5 separate regions of the Mus musculus genome follow, and all the other regions are linked to region 1. Evidence: chromatin contacts called from public Hi-C and HiChIP or PLAC-seq data. All regions are on one chromosome and are shown on one strand. Each heading gives the region's core, a stretch centred on a gene start, on an enhancer-like site or on the middle of the called end of the contact. The rest is flanking DNA. Distances are from core to core; before and after follow the strand shown. Region 1 holds the start of Zfp623 (zinc finger protein 623). Region 2 holds the start of Gpaa1 (GPI anchor attachment protein 1). Region 3 holds the start of Zfp41 (zinc finger protein 41). Region 4 holds the start of Parp10 (poly (ADP-ribose) polymerase family, member 10). Region 5 holds the start of Plec (plectin).

Region 1 (2,703 bases), core at 69-2,568:
TAAGTCTTGTAGGGGAGTGGGGGTACTTTCCCAGGTCTACCCTCTCTCTATATCATCCTCCAACGCATTCCAGAACCAGAAATCCACCCCCAAGGCTCCAGGAGTGTCCATAGCTGCATGTGTTGGCTTGTGAGGTTTCTCTATACCTCCCATATGAAAAAAGAATGCCATCATTATGCCAAGTATTAAAACAGATACAATGCCACATCCGTGACAGGAACAAAGGTCTGCTCTCTGCCTTAAAACTTGATGTGTATATGTTTGTTTGTGTGTGTGTGTGTGTGTGTGTGTGTGTGTGTGTGCGCGCGCGCGCGCGAGGGGCATGGGGAGTCTGATTTCTTCGTGATCAGAAGACATTTGTTTCTTTCATTGTAATGGGTCTCAAAGGAACGATGTCTAGAAGAGCACAGGGCGATTGTGAATATCAGCTCTCCACCTGGAAAACTACTTGAGTTTAGAACTGTTCTTCTGCTAATATCCCGGGAAACCTCTAGCATAGCACTCAAGCCCTGGGGACTCCTGGACCACGGTGGGGCCGGGTGCAAAGAGGACTAAATGTCCCTGGCATTATCACAGAGATGTCATAGACGTTGACTCAGACACTTCATGGAATAGAACAGCTTGTATGACACCTCACCCCACCTAAGAATCCTCCTTCATGACATACGGAGCTGATTCTGTCCAACACACATATTATCTTCAACCCCTGAAGCACTGGGGTGCCTGCACTGCATCCCCTCGGACAGAGGCCGAAAGGACTGAGGGAAGGCAGAAGGCAGGAGGGCAAGGTCCAAGCCGAAGAGCAGCGTGGCGCGCACCTGCATTCCATCACCTGAGCGGCTTAGCCTTCAAGCAGCCATCCGGGGGCCCGACCTGCAGGCGCCGAGGCCGAGTGTGCAACCCTCGAGGGCCTCGATGTCTGCGGACGATCGGTCCATGCATCTACCGCCCGCAGCTCGGCGAGGAGACGCAAGGCTCCGGCCCGAACCAAGCGAGGAGCTACGGACAGAGGCCAAAGCGAAGTGCAGCCGGCCCGGGACACCAACCAACTCGCTGAGCCCCGCCGGTCACGAGCCCGCCCACCCGCGCGAGCCGCTCCGCCTCACTCACCCGGAGCTCGGCGGCGAGAGGACGGCGCGGAACCAAGCCGAGCAGCATCCAGGCGGGTAACCCCGGGCGGCCACAAAGCCCGCACCGCTGCCGCACGCCCCGGCCGGAAACTGCCCGAGGCTCCGCCCGGAGGACATCCGTAGGCACTCTAGGATAAGAATGGGGGCCGGGGCCGTCTCCCTGTCACAGACTTCCGGGCCAGATTCCTGCGGTCAGCCGGAGGACCCAGTGCGCAGACGCGGTGGCTGAGAGCCCTGTTTGCGCACGTGGGTGTGGGATTAGCGGCGAAGCTAGGCAGTAGATGTCGTCAGACTTCCCTGGAAGAGCTGGGAAAGGCAGGCTCTTTAGAGAGCTTTTAGTAAAGATTTCTTGTTGGTTGTTAGTGATGGTTCTGTATGTAGCTTTTGGTTTTAGCTTTGAGCGTTTAGAACATCTTTATCATTATCTTATGTGTGTATGCCTATGGTGGAAAGACAACTTTGAGCCGCTGTGCCTATGACACAACATCTTTGTAATAAACCACTGGAGACTCAGAGTAGTGAAATCGAGGCAGTTTATTTTACAACTTTGCAAAGTCAGGTGTGAGCCTAGAATGCCAAGCTCACTCACTGATGGAGGCAGAACTTTATTTTATTGTGTGTTTTAGTGTTTTGCATGTGTGTATGTCTGTTCACCATATGTGTGCTTGGTGCTCCTGGAGGCCAGAAGAGGGCATTATATTCTCCTGGAAATGGGATTATAGACACAGTTCTTAGCTGCCATGTGGGTGCTGGAAATCAAACCAGGATCCTTTGGAAGAGCACCAACCAACTGCTTGATCTTAACCCCAAGGAATCTCTTCAGCCTCGTGGAAGGTACAACCTTAAGAGTCATCTAGGTCTTAACAAAAAAAAAAAAAAAATTGTGTGGGTTTATCTCTATATTTTATATCCTGTTTTTAAAAAATCTGCCACTGAAACTGCACAGTGCCAAGCCTCAGCTGCCCTCCATGAACTGTTCATGTCTTCAAAACCAGTAAGTACCACCTGGGTGACTCTTATGCTACCAAGTTCAGCTGCCAGCATGAGGGACAACCTTGGCTGCTTCTGGAACACAGCTTCTGTGTAGCTCTTAGGAAATACTTAGAAAGTTTTTACCTCAATGATGCTAGTTTCTTCTTAATCACTACTAATTCTTCAGCTGTAGCTGACCAGCATCGAGTATCACAGCAAAGCAAAGGTTTCACTTTAGTAGTCCTGGTATCTTGTTCATTACAGCTGATTCTTCAGCCTCAGCTAACCTGAATCCCAGAATCTTTTTTTTTCCATTTTTTATTAGGTATTTAGCTCATTTACATTTCCAATGCTATACCAAAAGTCCCCATACCCCCCCCCACTCCCCTACCCACCCACTCCCCCTTTTTGGCCCTGGCATTCCCCTGTACTGGGGCATATAAAGTTTGCAAGTCCAATGGGCCTCTCTTTGCAGTGATGGCCGACTAGGCCATCTTTTGATACATATGCAGCTAGAGACAAGAGCTCCGGGGTACTGCTTAGTTCATATTGTTGTTCCACCTATAGGGTTGCAGTTCCCTTTAGTTCCTTGGGTGCTTTC
Region 2 (2,703 bases), core at 89-2,588, 390 kb before region 1:
CTCGGAAATGGGCAGCAAGTGCCAACAACAACCCCACAGCCTGGCTATTGGTGGCATCTGGACCACAGGGTACAGTAAGCACCAGGGACTCGGTACTGGCAGAACGTGGGGCCCGCAGGATGCCATACACGTTGGTACCTGACACCATCTGCACAAAGAGTTGATGGGAAAGCCTCAGCAGACCCTCCAGCGGACAGCCTGAAGCCTGTCTTTTTTCCTGGCACTTCAATGCCCACCACTAAAGTTCTTCAGACCATCCCTCCCAGAGTTTCTTGGTTTCAGGGCACTTCAACAAGACACCCAACCCAGGCCACCCTTCCAATGTGCTTTTCTCCCAGGCACACCCCTTTCCCTCAATACATAGCGCTCGTGGGTCTCATCCGGGAAGGGTAGTTTGCGGGAGAAGCTCTGGGTGTAGACCTCCAGCCCTACGGATCGCATGGACCGTTCCAGCCAGGCTACTGGCAGAGCCCTGGAGACACAAAAGATAGCCTCTAAGTAGAGCTCCCTGGTCTCGGCCGCCCCTGAAATCCCCAGCCCGCTGCTAGGCACTCACCCCGGCTTCTTGCGGTGGGCAGCGAAGTCCCGGGCAAAGCTCCGAGCGCGGTCTCCACCTACAAACTGTTCCTCCACCATGGTGGAGCCCATGGCATTCTCAGACATGTAAGTGCGCTGGGTTAACGGCGGAAAAGCCAGCGCCAGAAACCAGGCGATCCCGGCCACGTAGCTCAGCACACTGCGAGAGAGTACAGAGTGGGCTCGGAATTAGCCCGACCTGGAACGCTAGCTCGTGGCTTCCACCATGACCCAGAGGGTCCAGCGGGATGGTCCAAGCCATTAAGAACCCGGAGCCAAAGCCGGGCAGTGGCAGCACACGCTGTTAATCCCAGCATTCAGGGGGCAGAGGCAGGTACAGGCGGATCTGAGTTCGAGGCTAGTCTGGTCTACAGAATAAGTTCCAGGACAACCAGGGCTGCACAGAGAAATCCTGCCTCCGGAAAGGAAAAAAGATCTAAGACCCTAGATCAGCGATGGATAGGGACCAGAGCTCTAAGCTCAGTGTCTGAGTGACACTTGCAAAGAGGTCGCAGACCCTGGAGCAGTAGGCGCGTGTGGAGCCACAGCAGCTCAAGTTCCCGCCAGTCCCGCCCCCTGTGCCCGCCCTCACCAGAGAGGTGTGTTAAGGCGCAAGACGATGCGGGCGAGCGCGCGCCGGCGCACCGGGTCCGACAGGAGACCCATGGCGGGGCGCGGGGCTCTGCTCTCGCGGCAGCTTGACACCTCCAAGAGCAGGGTTCCTGTCGGACCCGGCGCCCGGTGCTGCCTTAATTTCCGGTCCCAGGATCCATCGCGCCACTACTCTTGGTAGCGGCAGACGGAGTTGGGAAACCAGATTGTGCGCATGCTCACAACTGAGGTCGCCAGCTCTGCGCGTGCTCAAAACTGAGGTAGGCTGGAGAAGTACGGGATGCAGTCATGGCCAGTGGGCGGAACTGGAACCTGGGGCTGTGAAGCTGCGGGCGAGCAGCTGGAAGGCGGGACGCTGGCGGATCTCACGACAGAGCAGCGACAGTGTGCCTGCCTAAAGGTTCTCGGGAGTGTAACGCAGGTGGGTAGAGAGCTAGAACGACGAGAAAAGACTGATGCCTGCTGAAGTGAGATACTGAATGACAGTGTTGTAGCTATGACTTGAGGGACCCGTGTGAACTGAGGATTCGACGCTAAATCATTTCTGTGGATGTCATGAACCTTAAGACAGTGGGCTCACTGGCACAGTGGGCGAGTTGGTGGCCAGAGGAGATGGGTGGTGGTGGCGATGAAGGTAGTTTCTCTAAAAGGTTGCAGGGGTAAGGGCCTAAGGATAGATGGCCAAGAAGCAACAAAAGGTGGCTATCCTCCTAGAGCCCAAAGTAAGCGGGAGGAAAGGCCCAAGGAAAGAAGACATTAGTCCAGTGGTTCTTAACATTCTGACCTTTAATACCGTTCCTCATGTTGTGATGATCCTCAAACATAAAATTATTTGGCTGATTCTGAATAGCTAATTTTGCCGTTACGTCATAATGTCATCTCTTAATGATGGACACCCATAGCCAGCTGAGTGCAACCTCGGCCTTGTGCTCCTGTCCCTGATGGGCTGTGTAAGCATGGCACACTCCTTAGCTGGAGGACTTGAGTGACCAACATAGGCGAAGGGGGAAACTCCAATTTGTAAGCTGATTCCAACTTGAGTTTGTTGGTCCCCGGTTTGAACTGTGGTTAATAGAAATACCACCGACAAGTCCAAGAAGAAACTGCCCTGGGCCAGAGCCAATCAGGGAAATAGAGGGAAAGTGCCTACCATTGCAACGGTTACAGATAAATTGCTCATCACTGACCAAACCCTGTGCATCGAGATACCTCTTTGTGCCGGGCGGTGGTGGCACACGCCTTTAATCCCAGCACTCAGGAGGCAGAGGCAGGCCTGGTCTACAGAGTGAGTTCCAGGACAGCCAGGGCTACACAGAGAAACCCTGTCTCAAAAAAACAGGAAAAAAAAAAAGATAACTTTGCGAAATAAGGCAACTGACAGGCAGGAGACCCCTGCTCCCTGATCAAACTAGTATAAAAACCCTGCCTAATTGAGGCTCAGGGCTCTCAGCACAAATCTGGTGTGTTGGAGGAGTCTGAGGTCCAAGCTTAAGGGTGAAGAAAGTCTGAATTCGC
Region 3 (2,703 bases), core at 81-2,580, 320 kb after region 1:
AGGCAGCTCTTAGCTCTCTGCAGCTCCACTGTCTTTCCAGCTGCTCACATGATGAGCCCCTCAGACTAAAGTGGACTCCCCAGAGCTCTAGCCCCAGGCCTATAAGCTGAGCTCAGAGCCTCTGGTCCACTGTATGCTCATCTCTTTGAGTGACTCTCTCACTCAGCCACAGACACTCCTGGGCCTGAAGACAAGATTTTCACTCATCCCAGAGAAAGCCATAGCCATCATGGACCGATGGCCATTTTCCACCTCCCCAAACAGAACCTTCCCCGTTCTTCCTTATCCTCTCTACCCGCCCACATTGGGACTGTGCAAACACCCTGGAGTAGGAAGTAACTCTACCATACAACAGCCTGGTTCTGAGCCTGGAAAACTCAGGGCTCTCCTCATAATCCACAGCAAACCCCATCAGACCCCCAAAGGATGCCTCTTGTATTGATGAGGCTCTCTCTATGTGACCCCTCTTTATCTCTAAACCTGCACCATCCCCTTTACTCCCAGAGGCCCAAAGGGGTGGGCTCTGCTGGCAGTTCCATCTAGAGCACCCACACTTTCCCAAAAACACTTTGGGAACACACTGTATTTTGTTCTAAGCATTTGACAAATACCCACATATCTAACCCAGCAGATAAAATTCTTATCCGGATTCAGAGTCCAAGATCCAGGCGGCTAGGTGACTGTTTGCTCTATGTCAGCATCTGAAAGTGTTTGTCTTTTGTGGGACAGCTCAGGAGACACCTGAGAGTCCCTGTCTGCAGCATCACTCAGTACCAATTCAAACACCATCACTCTGGTGAGAGGAATGACAAGCGGGACCCAGGTGTCTGTGTCTGCTCACCAAGGACCATCCTCACTGAAAACTTAAATAGTCATTAAAACCAGAGAAGACCCCAGCGACTTAGCTTATTGCCCCCTCTCTTCACAGGCCTGTGCACAGGAGTAGGTGCGAGTGATTCAGGCAACTTAGTTGAATTCCGCTGACCTAGGGACTCAGGTCCATCAAGGAGCTGCTGGAGCCGGCAGGATAAGGCGCTCAATGCATCCAGCAACAAGGGGCTTCGCTAGGTAGCCCGGCCCACCTTCCCCGCCTCCAAGGACCTCTGCAACACCGCCGAGGTGGTCCACAGAGAAACGACTCAGAAGCCGGCCTTCGCCCGGTCGGGGCTACCGTGCACACACGCAGAGAGTACCTGATGGGTGCCGAGCACAGACGCCGGCGGAACGTGGCCGTAAGCAGGCTGACCGGCGGGCGGGCGACCGTTAACAATGCCCACTTGAGCCCGCCACTCCCGCGCCTAAAGGCGCCCGCCCCTCTGGTGCCGCTCTACCTTCCCCGGCCTCTCGGTGGTGCTGCCGCGCACCCTAAGCCCCGCCCACCGCTCGAAACCCACTCCAGTGCCGCTCTAGGACCCTTGCCGGGTTCTCGGTGGTACCGCCGCAAGCTCCGGAGCCCCGCCTGCTCGTTCACGCCCTTCTGGTGTCGCTCTAGGAGCAGCCGCCCGGCCTCTCTGTGATCCCGTGCTGCGGCCGTAGGCCCGCCTACCTCTCCCCGCCCCTTCGGGTCGGCTCTAGGAGACACTGCCCTCGCTCCTTGTGATGCTGTGGCTGCGGGCTCGAGCTTCGCTTGAGAGGATGCTAAGCAGGCGTCTGTGCCTGTGCAAGCTTCTGGGCTGCGGGCGGCGCCTTTCTCCCGGCGTGCGCCTCTTCTCAGGACTCCAAGCCTTCTTCTGCAGGCTTCGTGTTATTTCTCAGTCATCGGGTTTGCCATCTGTGGCACGCCGGGATGGCGGACCCAGTAGTGCACGGCCTGTAGCCCCCTGGAATCATCCGACCCCGCCCCTCCTTTCCGGCAAAGCCAGGGTCCCCTGCTCTGTCCTTAACGCGGGCCTTTACAGATATTTAAATCTAGTCACTTCTTGTGCTCTTTCGACTTTCTGGGTATATTCTCCACTATTATATTTGGTTAGGCTGGCTTAGAACTAGCAATCTCTTGCCTCGGTCGAGTCCTGGGACGATAGGTGTGGCCCACGGCGCTTGGAGAATGAAGTTATGAGAAACGAATCGAGAGCTGTTGTGTGCTTGGTGAAGTCTCCCTGGGGGCGCCATTTTACATGACTAGTACACAGTGTTAGTGCCTCCTGTGCTGCAGAAGCCTGTATCAAACCTCTAACAGACCCTTTCTTTAAGTGTCGTCTCCACCTCATCCGTTTAGATTCAACGCCAACATGCTAGATAAATGTAATTGTCCAGCGTGCAACTTGGCGGAGCTTGCCGATTATCATTCAGGCATCGCTGTCTAGATTCACAAGAGTGGCTGTGTATTGAATGGTGGTTCATTCAGCCTCCTGAACAGCTGCCTCTGCGCTGTGTGCATCACAGCTTTGGGATCCTTTGTCCACTGAAGGACGTGTTTACAAGGTTGTTGGGAAGCAGCGCCCCCCCCCCCGCCCTCCCCCCGTGCTGTTTCATTTCCCTGGGACCGTGCCCAGGAAGGCAGTTGCTAGGTCCCAAACTGCATGTTGCCTTTTGCAAGAAACAGACAAGCTGCTTTCCAGAGAGCCTGTGCCATTTCTCATTCATTCCTACCAGTGGCATGGGGCTTTCTGGCTTACCAGCATTTGGTACAGGGAGGTAGGGCATCTCCTTGCTTGCTTTCCCCAGAAGGTTAGTGGCCTGTGTGCTTCCTGCCATCTTTCATGT
Region 4 (2,703 bases), core at 134-2,633, 300 kb before region 1:
GAGCTGAGACCTGGGAGGTTGGAGCCAAATAAACACCCAGGTGTGTTGTATGAAAAGGGATTAGAGGGATAGGAACTGGGGACAATTAGACTTTAGCTTTCACTGTCATTGGCTCCTGGGATTTGTAGCAGCCGCTGGTCCCCTGTCACCTCTGTGGAGGAGCCACAGTGGGGGTGGCAGAGAAGGAAAAAGGGTAGCATGGTCCTTCAAGAAGTCTTGGAGGCTCTCGATTGTGGGGGAGGTCATGGAGATTCAAGGACTACAGGGTTAGACATATAGACTGGGCAAAACCCCATGATCCTTTGGAAGAACAGCAGAGGTCGAGCTGGCCTGACTGGAAGGTGTGGGTAGAGAGCAGCAGCTCTGGAGATGAAAGAAACAAGCAAGCTATGGGGGCGGACAGGAAAGTGACTTCTCAAGGCACAGCCTCCAATCTGGGCATGCTTGTCCACACCTATATCTCCACCATTCAGGACTGAGAATGACAGAAGAATCCTTTCTAGTTCAAAACCAGTCCGGCCTGCACACTGAGTTTCAGGCAGTCTGGGCTACCGAGTGATACCCGGTATCAATAATAATAATAATAATAATAATAATAATAATAATAATGGCAAAGCTTAGGTGTGAGGCGAGGCCCTCTGGGTCCTGTCTGTGATTCCGGCTCCCCTTCTGTGGAAGGATGAACAGCAGAAAGGCATGTCAGCACAGTGGCTACATCGCGGGCAATGGTGATGAGCAAGGAGCATAGAAAGAAGGACTAGGCAGATGTGGGCTGAAGGGAATCACAAGGGAAAAGCTGTGTTATGATCTGAGCATTAGGCTTTTAAACAGTCACCTTTGTTTGTTTATGCGTGCACCCGCCATGCTGTGGCACACACATGGAAGACAGACAACTTGCAGGAATCAGTTCTCTATCATATGAGACCCAGGGACCAGAAAATTCGTCTCTGGGTTTGAGATTTTGGGGGGCGAAGGGTGGAACTGCTCACCCTTAGCATTTAGAAGCAAGGCTGATTATCCTCTGGGTTTGACGGTTTCTAAGAGCCGGACCCAGCCAGGGGCCAGCCTCTAAGATCAGCGCTGCTCATGTCTGGGACCCAGGGCACAGAAGCCTAGAGATTCTTGGGGTGGGGGGTTGACAGTGTGACTGTATCTCAAGCATCCCATAGGAAGGGTGATTAGCCACAAAGAGAAGCCAAAGAAGAAGAGAAAGTCTAGGAGACATCTGGTCTACCCCACTAGCTAAGAGGCTAGTGGGTGGTTCGGCAGAAAGGTCCTTAGAAGTTCCTTGTGGACTGAGGATTAAGGCTAGAGCAGGAGAGGAAGTTCCTGAACTACTTACAGCCTCTGGCTTAGCTCCTCCCTCTTTCCTGTCCCCAGTCAGTTTCACTTTTGTTTTCCTACCTTAGGCCTTCTGCCTGGGAAGGACAGCAGGCATAACTGACTGGCCTGAGACACTGGCCTGAGACAGCAGGGGTGAGTGTAAATATGGGGTGCTGGGGAGCAGCTGAGAGCGTGGGAGAGAGGACTGGACAGGGGAAGTGAGTGGTCCTCTTCTCCTCCCATGTGTTGCCGCCCAGGACTCTGATGGCAGAGGTGGAGGCAGGGGCAGCCTTGGAGCTCCGGGGACTGCCCCCAGAAATACCAGATGAGCTCATTACTCTGTACTTTGAAAACCACCGTCGCTCGGGTGGAGGACTTCTATTGAGCTGGCAGAGACTTGGCTGTGGGGGTGTCCTCATCTTTCAAGATCCTGCAGGTGAGGAGGTTGAATCAAGAGGTTGCCTGGGTGCCCTGAAGCGTTGCCATCTCTGACACTTTCATCTCTGCTCACAGATGCAAAGAGGGTCTTAGCCCAGGCAGAGCACCGACTACATGGTGTCCGACTGAGCCTGAGGCCAGCCCCACCGCGTGCCCCAGAACGTGTGCTTCTCCAACACCTGCCACCTGGCACTTCACCTCTGAGTCTGGAGCAACATGTTCAGGCCTTGCTGGGTGCTGCAGGACACCCCGTGCAGACTTGCCATGCCCTGGCCAGTCCTCGGCAGGACTGTGCCCTGGTCCAGTTATCCACGCCCCTTTCTGAGGCAGGTAAGAGGCACGTGAGAGGCAGGGCTGGTGGGGGGGGCGGCATAGCTTCTAGTTAAGGAGGGTGCCCGAGTTGATTCATATACTGCCCACAGAGGTCAGTGCCCTGGCAGAACAGGCCCGGAATCTGCCCCTGAATGGAGCCACTGTGTCCTTGGCCTGGGTGCCCCAGACCCGAGCAGTACGTGTGGTGGACAGTGCTTCTCCTGTGGACCTGTTATTGTTGGAGCTCTACCTGGAAAATGAGCGTCGCAGTGGTGGCGGACCCCTGGAGGGTCTGCGCAGCCTGCCTGGGCAGCTAGGCACTGTTATTTCCTTTCAGCAATGGCAGGGTAAGTGGTGTCTGAAATTAGGAGGACCCTTCCTCTACGCTAGAGACTCAGTGTGCTTTCTGTCTTCTCTCTCCCTCCAGTGGCTGAACGGGTGCTGAAGCAGAAACACTGGCTACAGGGCATTGAGTTGAGCCTTGTCCCTCACTATGATGTCTTAGAGCCAGAAGCGCTCGCTGAGGGCGTCAGTGGCAGGGACCATTCAGCTACTCAAGAATCTGGAGTCATTGGTCATGCGCCTACAGGAACTGGAGGACTGGCCGGGGCTCTGACCATGGCTGTGGGC
Region 5 (2,703 bases), core at 135-2,634, 270 kb before region 1:
GCCCTGCCGCAGTGAGCTGGCTGAGCTGGCCTCAGGGAAGGCTTTGGGGACTGTTGGCTGAGCCTTCAGAGTTTCCACCCGCCACCGGTCTGTGTCTGTATGTTTGGAGTCTGCTGGGGCACCATGGCGACAGCCCATAAACCCGCCCCACGCACTGCTTTGTTGGCTGCCCGCCTGCCTCTGGCCAGCGCCTCCCACCGCAGGATCCCCCGCCTCCGCCCTATTTATAATCAGTTCCTGGGGTTGCAGTGCTTGGTGGGAATGGGTGTGTCCATTCAGGGAGAGCCTTAATGGCATGGGGGGTTTGGTGCGGCACCACAGGGAGAGTTGGAGTATTGGGTGGTGGCACCCAGCACAGGCTACATGCGTGTGGGACCCTCGGTTGTGAGGGCCCAGCAGAGGTGACAGCTGTGCTAGGCAGCCCTTAGGGCATGAGCTCAGTCCTCTTCCTTTCACTTCAGTTCCTGCTGGTGTCCTCGTGTCCTCTCCACAGCACCTGCCCCTCCGGCCACAAGTGGACACTCAGGCTGCCTGGGGGTAGGGAATTTTTGGATGTCAGGGCCACCAAGCCTGGGGTGTTAGGGACTTGGTGACTTTGATTCCCTATGGCAGCTGGGAGTCCCTGGCGTCCAACAGCTGCACTGAAGGTGTGGGAGGAAAGAGGCCTCACCCAGAGCTCTCTTCAGAGGTCTTGGACTGGAAAGTGGCTTTGTTTCTGGACCCACCCTAATCTAGCCTGTCGTGGAAGTGTTACGTTCCATGGTCATCTGGTGAGAGGGGCACAGTACTGTCCCTTTCCTTTTCTGATGGACAGCGGCAGTGGTGCCTGCCGCCAACTGTCTGTGCGTCCTGGCAGCTCCTCCCACTCTTCTCCTTCAGGTCTCTGGCCACCACCACACCCCAGATTCTTCTCCATACCCTAATCTTCCTCCCTTGGATTCTTTTAGTTTTCTACTTTGCGCAACCCCTCCTTTAGATAGCTATGGACAGATGATACCTCACCTCACCCTGAGATCACAGTGAGGGGGTGCTGTCCTTATGAGGACCCTCCTGCTCTCTCTGCTCCCTGTTTTCTGCCCATCTGTTCTCTTCTGAGGGGGGCGGGGTTGATTCTTGATCCATATTACACTCCGTCCTGCCTTCACACAGTCTTGAGAACCTTGAACAAGTGTTTTAGAAACACATGTAATTTCTGACATTGGAGCTATGTGGCCCGGGTGGGGAGGGGCAGTTTATTGGTGCCCCCCACTCTTCAAGGGGCCCCCGCCAGTAGTGGGTGGGAGGGACCGGCCCTGCTGCTGAGTCAGAGGGGGCCGGCCCAGGCGTCCTGGAGGGCGGGCAGGCGGGAGGCTCAGACAGGCAGCCTTGCCGGCGCAGGAATTCACAGAGCAAGGCTCTGGAGCCGCACTGCCCCTGAGCCTGCGCCCTTGTGCTTAGAACCGGAGCCTGCCTGCCTGTTTGCCAGTGGCCCCTGCTGCATCTTGTGCCAAAGGAGCTTCATCAGCCTCCTGGCTGTGCCCCACCTGCTGTCCTCACCCTGTGCTGACCGGCAGGCTTCCAGCAGCCATGGTGGCTGGCATGCTCATGCCGCTGGACCGGCTACGGGCCATCTATGAGGTGCTCTTCCGTGAGGGGGTGATGGTTGCCAAGAAGGACCGGCGACCCCGCAGCCTGCATCCCCATGTGCCCGGCGTCACCAATCTACAGGTCATGCGTGCCATGGCTTCACTGAAAGCTCGGGGCCTGGTGCGGGAGACCTTTGCCTGGTGCCACTTCTACTGGTACCTGACCAACGAGGGCATTGACCACCTACGCCAGTACTTACACCTGCCACCGGAGATTGTACCTGCCTCTCTGCAGCGTGTGCGCCGCCCTGTCGCCATGGTGATACCTGCACGTCGTCGCTCCCCCCATGTGCAGACCATGCAAGGTCCCCTAGGCTGCCCACCAAAGAGGGGGCCTCTGCCAGCTGAGGACCCTGCCCGTGAGGAGCGGCAGGTCTATCGCAGGAAGGAGCGTGAGGAGGGGGCACCTGAAACCCCTGTGGTGTCTGCCACCACCGTGGGGACCCTGGCCAGACCAGGTCCGGAGCCTGCCCCAGCCACAGGTCAGCTGAATTTTGGCTCCAGGCCGTGAGGGATGGGAAGTGACTGTAGGTGTTTTTGGTGTTGGGACTTAGGTCTGGTGGGCTCTGGGGGGCAGTACATTGTGTGTATGGTTCTGTTCATATCAGCAGGTGGCGCCCTTTCTGCTGGAGGGTGATGGGTGTTCTAGCCAGTGGACCCACGTGGCTTGTGCTCCTCTGGGTAAATCCTGGTGAGGGCGGGGCCTGAACGCCCCAAGACTGGCAGGACCAGCTGTTGGCATAGTCGTGTTTGTACCCCTCTCAGGCACTGTCCTTGCCCTTGCCCCCACCTCCTTCCCCCACCCTTTAGGGGCCCCTCTTTTCAGAAGTGGGCGTGTAGAGAAGATCTGCTGGCATGAGACTGACTCAGGCAAACCGCTTGTCCACTGAGGCTTGAGTCTGTCTTCCCCTATGGCCAAGTGGCTAAGATTCTGTATTACATGAGCAGTACTGAGGGCCCCCATGACTGGGTGCTTGGCCTGCTGGGAGTTGGCCATGATCTGGAGGTGGAGCGGCTCTAGATGAGATGGGAAGAAGGGCACAGCTCAGGAGCACTGCCTAGGAGGGCAGAGGTCAGG

What was found. A called contact is a pair of places that touch in the nucleus more often than the background predicts. HiChIP or PLAC-seq counts read pairs in DNA pulled down with a chosen protein or histone mark.
Region 2: a Hi-C map of olfactory sensory neurons shows a contact between it and region 1, with 4 times the contacts expected there. The contact joins the promoter of Gpaa1 here to the promoter of Zfp623 in region 1. A contact is called at or near these places in 5 of 39 promoter capture datasets (the 3T3-L1 cell line, cranial neural crest, hippocampal neurons and 2 more), 7 of 484 Hi-C or Micro-C datasets (the C2C12 cell line, the G1E-ER4 cell line, LSK cells and 2 more), 3 of 115 datasets of contacts at active chromatin or transcription factors (astrocytes, embryonic stem cells and pancreatic cancer cells) and 1 of 9 other capture datasets (pancreatic islet).
Region 3: an HNF4G HiChIP or PLAC-seq map of pancreatic cancer cells shows a contact between it and region 1. The contact joins the promoter of Zfp41 here to the promoter of Zfp623 in region 1. A contact is called at or near these places in 3 of 484 Hi-C or Micro-C datasets (embryonic stem cells, rod photoreceptor and uterus) and 2 of 115 datasets of contacts at active chromatin or transcription factors (embryonic stem cells and pancreatic cancer cells).
Region 4: a FOXA1 HiChIP or PLAC-seq map of pancreatic cancer cells shows a contact between it and region 1. The contact joins the promoter of Parp10 here to the promoter of Zfp623 in region 1. A contact is called at or near these places in 8 of 39 promoter capture datasets (the 3T3-L1 cell line, 3T3-L1-derived adipocytes, embryonic stem cells and 1 more) and 3 of 115 datasets of contacts at active chromatin or transcription factors (bone marrow-derived macrophages, effector CD8 T cells and pancreatic cancer cells).
Region 5: an H3K27ac HiChIP or PLAC-seq map of trophoblast stem cells shows a contact between it and region 1, with 9 read pairs. The contact joins the promoter of Plec here to the promoter of Zfp623 in region 1. A contact is called at or near these places in 6 of 39 promoter capture datasets (cranial neural crest, embryonic stem cells, hippocampal neurons and 3 more), 4 of 484 Hi-C or Micro-C datasets (B cells, LSK cells and embryonic stem cells), 10 of 115 datasets of contacts at active chromatin or transcription factors (astrocytes, embryonic forebrain, embryonic stem cells and 6 more) and 2 of 9 other capture datasets (adipose tissue and embryonic stem cells).

What each region holds. Positions count from the first base shown.
Region 1 is chr15:75,939,567-75,942,269 of GRCm38.p6, reverse strand. Zfp623 (zinc finger protein 623) reads right to left here and starts at 1,318. Exons shown (of 2, transcript NM_030199.3): 1 at 1,111-1,318.
Region 2 is chr15:76,329,929-76,332,631 of GRCm38.p6, reverse strand. It overlaps Gpaa1 (GPI anchor attachment protein 1), which reads right to left and starts at 1,338. Exons shown (of 12, transcript NM_010331.2): 1 at 1,169-1,338; 2 at 557-736; 3 at 361-472; 4 at 1-148. The coding sequence starts at 1,242. Exosc4 (exosome component 4) reads right to left here. Exons shown (of 3, transcript NM_175399.4): 3 at 1,962-2,703. It also overlaps a transcript of Oplah not described here.
Region 3 is chr15:75,615,311-75,618,013 of GRCm38.p6, reverse strand. Zfp41 (zinc finger protein 41) reads right to left here and starts at 1,330. Exons shown (of 3, transcript NM_001044718.2): 1 at 1,194-1,330.
Region 4 is chr15:76,242,120-76,244,822 of GRCm38.p6, reverse strand. It overlaps Parp10 (poly (ADP-ribose) polymerase family, member 10), which reads left to right and starts at 1,383. Exons shown (of 11, transcript NM_001163575.1): 1 at 1,383-1,476; 2 at 1,581-1,759; 3 at 1,837-2,091; 4 at 2,184-2,420; 5 at 2,501-2,703. The coding sequence starts at 1,588.
Region 5 is chr15:76,205,002-76,207,704 of GRCm38.p6, reverse strand. Plec (plectin) reads left to right here and starts at 1,384. Exons shown (of 33, transcript NM_001163540.1): 1 at 1,384-2,107. The coding sequence starts at 1,567.